2 separate regions of the Bos taurus genome follow, and region 2 is linked to region 1. Evidence: chromatin contacts called from public Hi-C data. All regions are on one chromosome and are shown on one strand. The core of a region is the stretch at or near the end of the contact, and the rest is flanking DNA. Distances in the headings are between cores, read along the strand shown.

Evidence for each region. A called contact is a pair of places that touch in the nucleus more often than the background predicts.
Region 2: a contact with region 1 is called in a Hi-C map of an unstated tissue, with 3 times the contacts expected there. The contact joins the enhancer-like site here to the promoter of SMG7 in region 1. A contact is called at or near these places in 4 of 11 Hi-C or Micro-C datasets (liver, skeletal muscle and an unstated tissue).

The regions. Positions count from the first base shown.
Region 1 is chr16:64,517,150-64,519,920 of ARS-UCD2.0, reverse strand. It overlaps SMG7 (SMG7 nonsense mediated mRNA decay factor), which reads right to left and starts at 1,443. Exons shown (of 22, transcript NM_001193205.3): 1 at 1,262-1,443. The coding sequence starts at 1,290. It also overlaps a transcript of NMNAT2 not described here.
Region 2 is chr16:64,648,887-64,651,657 of ARS-UCD2.0, reverse strand. No RefSeq gene overlaps it. Among named protein-coding and RNA genes, the nearest start is that of NCF2, 12 kb to the right of the region's middle. Within about 2 kb of position 1,382, at least 17 of the 102 cell types and tissues checked have an H3K27ac peak or open chromatin away from gene starts, as enhancers often do.

The sequences.
Region 1 (2,771 bases), core at 194-2,693:
CCTCATGTAGCACTTAACTACAAACCTTTTCTTGCAGGGATCCACTCCCACACCAATACTTTCACTTCACTAAATGGCTAAAATGACTTTTCTGCTCATTTCAGACTACTACCCCATCCAATTCCCTCCTCCACAAGGTATGAAACCACTTTTTAAATCATTTTACCATAAGTTTGCCATTCTTAGTTTTGCTACTGAAAGACAAAAAGACCTGTTTCAGGGTCTCCCTTCCCCTTTTCTAAGCAGTAGCAACTCCCCATTTAGTCTTAGGTTCTTAACAATCTCATTTTCCTGTGCCATCAGGATCTTGACCCCCGTTTATCTCTACCTTCAAGCTCTTATTCTGCTTCCATGGAACCTTCCAAGCTGCACAATAGCTGGTGCAATACGCTCTCGCCACCATGTACTTGGTTCCAATCTGCATCTTCCTTCTCCAGTGTGTATTAATCGCCCCCTAAACCCTCCCCTGATACACATCACATTCTCACACTCTGCACCCATGCGTCACCCTACCTCGACATACAAGTTCTTTACACCACTCTTAATGGATCTACACTACTCTCCGAATGGTATCTTCCGACAGATTCTAACCCAGTTTCTTCTGGGGAATCCAACCCCGGCCGTAGTACCTCCTTCTTTCTTCACTTCCTCATCCATTCCCTTCCCTATGCCCCCTACTCCCACCCCACCAACTAACTAAGGATGACATTATTTCTCAGTACTTCCAACCCCAGAACGATGAACAAACTCCAGTTTCCGGCGGCCTCCCCCTCCTCTAGGCCTCCCCACACACCCCAGGTGTGCAGACTTCCACCTGGCCTTCTCCCCAGCCATCGCTCCAGCCCCACAACCACACCACGTTTCCCCGCCGCCGGGATCAGACCCCTCCACACCCACCTCCATTCGGGGTCGCCGCCGCCTCCCCGGGCGCCTCCCCGCCCCGACTCGCCAGCGAGCCCGCGACCCCGGGCGCGCGCGCACACACACACGTTCTCACGCTTCCCTAACCTCCTTCCCCGCACCGAGACCAGCCAGCTCCGCGGGAACTCAGCCCGGCCCGCGGAGGGGATAGGCACCCAAGAGTGTGCCCGCTCCGCCCCCTCCCGCCGAGCCTCTCGCAGCCCCCGCCTCCCAGCCGGGAAAAGAGAGGACACAGCAACTCCCCCGCCACCCCGGACGTACCACCTCTGTGTCTGTTGCTCCGTGCCCCCAACCTTCGACCCGCTCCCCGGCTCCGTACTGGGCCGGCCCCCACACTCACCGGAGATACTGCGCGCTCTGCAGGCTCATCCTCCGCCGCCGCGTCTTTCCGCGAAGCCTCTGCGCGTCTCTCAGGCTCCTCGGAGCGGCCCCGCGGCACCACGGGTGCTGGCGGCCGCCGCCATCTTCCTCTCCTCCGGCTCCTCCTCGCTCGGCGGGGGGGTGGGGGTGAGTAAGGCGAGGTGGGAGGGAGCGGGGAAAGCTGCTCTCGCTGCTGCTCCGGCCCTTGGGGCGCAGGGACACTCCGACCCGGGAAGGGGGGAGGGAAAGGGAGAAGGGATGGGGGCGGGGGAAAGAGGGACAGCAGCGGAAGGAAGTGGGGGGGGGGGTCTCTCGCGAGATTTCAGCGGCGCCGGTCCCTTCGGGTGATTTCCGCCTCTGTGTAGGGCTCCCTCTTGGGATCAGTTAGCCGTGCGGCGCCTGTGCGGCTGCTGAGTGGCCCACAGGAGGCGCTTGGCGGCTTCCGGCCAACCCACCCCTCTCCTCCCGCGCGAGGGGGCAACCCCAGCCTCACCGGGAACATCGAGCCCAAATCAATCGGGAGTTACACTCAAAGTCTTCCCCCGTCTTTCCACTCCGTCCGATTTCGCTCTTCCTTTTTTCCTTTCCTCCACTCTTCCCGACCGGAAACGCGCCTCTTCCTCTTACAGTTCCGGCCCCCAGTCCCTTGTCTCTGGTCCGCCCTCGCGCCCTAGAGTGACTCTAAGGACCCCCTCCTCTTTTCTAGGGCCCCTCCCTCTGCACGCAGGGACACTGTTGGAGGGGTTAGGGTGGAGCCCAGGGATGGAGAGAAAAGAAACCAATCGGATTGGATAAGCAGCTGTCAAGGCAACTGGAGGCTGTAGCTGTATTGTCATAGTAACCAATGTGTGCAGGCTGAATGACCCTCCCTTGGCTTAGTGGATTCCCCGAAAAGTGCCTAGGGTTTCCCCTCGGCTTCTCTTCCATCATAAAGGCCTCCCCCAGGTTGGGAATTCGGGTAGTTCTCCTGGGCAGTGAGGTTCATTTTCTCCCCCCTTTCCCTTTCCCGCAGCGATGGGGGAGACCCCGAGGCATTCACCATGGGCTTTTCCACCCGCCTGCGGGCGGGAACCGCCTCCATAGTTTTCCTCTCGGTGACGGACGCGGGGAGGGCCGGGCCTACGAAAAAGATGCCGGGCCTGAAGGCTGGTGGGCGGCGGGCTGGAGCCGACTGGGCGAGGCGGCGGCGCTAGGCTGCGAGGCGGGCCAGGGGTTTCCCCATCACCGGGAGGGCTCTGGGAGGCGGGGTCCCGCCAGGACGGGGTCCCTGAGGGAGGAGAACGGCACACGACTGCCGAGATCCCTCTTCTGCCGACTGGGACAGCCGACTTTCCCCAGCGGGTCGGCCCCTCACAGAAATCCCCGAGACCCCACCCCGCAATCGCACTCGGCGACGGAGCCTCCTCGGGAGTTCCCCGCTCTGCCTTCACGAGCCATCTCCTGTCACGAGGAGGCCGGAGTTGGGGTGGGAACTCATCTTGGAAGGCTGA
Region 2 (2,771 bases), core at 133-2,632, 130 kb before region 1:
GTGACATGTGGACTCTTAGCTCCCCATCCAGGGATCAAACCCAGATCCCCTGCATTGGCAGGTGGATTCTTAACCACTGGACCACCAGGGAAGCCCCCCTCTTCTTTAATGAGCATAAATTGCCTTTGAAGTCAGACAGACCTGGGTTTTAATCCTGGTCATTGATGAGCTCTGTAACCCTGAACAAACTCCTGAAGCTAAGACTCGGCTTCTTTTACTACAGTGCGTTTTGGTGAGGAGTGAATGAAATGATGCAAGCCAAGGGCTTGAACTTGCTTGGCAAACAGTAAGAGCTCAATAGAGAGTGACTGTTAGATTATTCGGAGAAGGCAATGGCACCCCACTCCAGTACTCTTGCATTAATTGCCAGCACCCCTCTTACCCCTGAAGGATTCCAGCCTCTGCAACTACAGCAATTAGATGCCTATTTGTCCTCAGGGGGAAGCTGGCAAATATGGATTCGGACTCCTCTTTGGGGACCCACAGTAGCAAATAGGCAGGCATACTGGGAAGGAGAGGTGGTAGAAGGGACTAGGCGGGTCCTGTTCATTTCTGACAAAGATCTGAGAACAGTATACTCTCCGTGGGTCACTGGACTCAGCCCTTTCTTTCCTGATTTTCTTGCTGTCATTACCCCTCCTCCACATCCACACTGCTTGAGAAGCCTGGCGCCTCAGACTCTGTGTCCAGAGGGGAGGAGGTGCATGTGGGAAAAGTCTGTCTCAGACCATGACGCCCCCACCCACCCCCCAGGGCAGGTGAGCTCTGGAGAAGTCAGAATCCTGACTGCTTGTCACTAAGCCCTTCTTTGCAACCCTGGGTGTTTTCTTGGCCTGTTTGGTGCAATTGTGGAAATGGGCTGGGGTTTCTTTAGGCTAATTTAGCTGCTCAGTTCTGTTCAGGAGGAAGGCAGCTAGGGCTTATGCAGCAAGGAGAAGAAGGAAAAAACAAAACACAACAAAACAAAATTTCATCAGGGGAGAGTTGTTACTACAGACTGAGCAGGGTTTCAGAAAGACTCTTGAATCTGGTGGGGCTCACGAACCTTAGGGCAAGGGGGTGTGGGCTGAAGTCCCAGGGCAATGCCACTCCTCCCACATGTTCAGAGCATCAAGCCTATGTGTTTAAGGCTTCCTGGAGATCCAGTGGTTAGGACTCCATGCTTCCACGGCAAGGGGCACTGGTTTGATCCTTGGTGGAGGAACTAGGATACCCCCCCAACATGCTATGAGGCACGGCCTTAGCCCCTTGCTTTCCCTCGTCTCCTCAGCCCCTCACAACCTGACTTCTGCCTCCTGTGAAAGGCCCCAGCTCTGGCAGTGCCCTCGGCCCTCAGCCTCCTTCACCACCTCCTTGAAGGGTTTCACCTCCTGACGTGTGTGACTGCGTCACCCAGACTCTTCCCCGTCTCCCTGAACACTGGCTCACTGGACATTCCACTGACTCCACCTGTCTTACCTAGAAATTCTCTAAAGCTCAACCCTCATTTTCTTAAGCCGTATCAGCCCATCTCAGATTTATGCTTCGCAGAGACAGTGTGGCCAGAAACACTCTCACTCTGAGAGTTATTTGCATAAACCTGTGGGAGCGGATGAATTACCTCTCTGTCTCCTCCACTTCCTGTGGCAGCCACCGTGACAACAGCCTCCCAATCAGTCTGGCTGAAAACCCCGGGGACTCCTTGATCTTGGATTCCTCCTCCTCTTTGTCTCCATGAGCAGAACCAAATTGTCTTTGGCATTTATTCTCTCCTTTCCTCTTCTTGCAGCTGCTTTAGCATTACTCTTGATTGCCTGAGATATTACAGTAGCCTCTTTTTCTCGTTTTTATTTTACATTGGAATATAGTTGATACACAATGTTGTGTTAGTTTCCGGTGTACAGCACAAAGTGATTCAGTTACACACACACATATATCTATTCTTTTTCAAATACAATAGCTTCTTGATGTTTTGTTGCCCAGATAAGAACCACTTCTCCAGACTTCAAAACTCCTTATTCCCCCATCTTCCTCCCAGGGTTTTGTGTCCCAGTAGACAGAGATGGAAGGAGAAAGCAAGACAGGGTCTGGAAGGACAGTGGCTGCAAGAAATAGATGTCTCACCTACAGTTTGTAAGCAGACAGTGGAAAGAGGGAGAGAACGAAGGATGAAAATCTCTTTTCAGTGGAAAATTATGATACATTCTAAAGCAGGAAGTCCACCATTTTGTATAAAAGGGGACTTTCTCAGGCTTTGATGACTCTGGACAGAGTGTCACAAATTTTATGCCTTTGATTGTACCTTGGCGTCGTAAAGCATTCTGCAAAGCTTTTGTGTGCTAGGAATTTCTAAGGAGGAAACAGCTACAGAGCTGTGAGCCGGCAAACTAGAAACTGAGAGAAAACCGCTTAGAGTTGGGACAGAGTGGGACTGGGTGTCCAAGGGTCTGGCTAAGGAGGTGGTGCCGGCATGCTGAGAGGCTTTTGCTCACAGCAGCCTGGAGTGGGAGGTGGGAATGTCACAACAGGGGATCAGCACCTCACGAGGCAAACAAAGATTGTTTGTTTACTTTTCTGTCATGAATCTGGAAATCCGAAAGCATCCACCGCCTATGAGTAGCTGTGTGCCACTTTTATATGGAATTTCATTTCAGTCTCTAAGGCATTGTTCTTAGAACCATTTTGCAGATGTGGAAACTGAGCTCTTGAGAACTGGCATGACTTAACGAAAGTTGGCTTAGGTAGTACAAGACAGAGCGGGATTTGAATCCAGGATTTCTGACCTCACAATG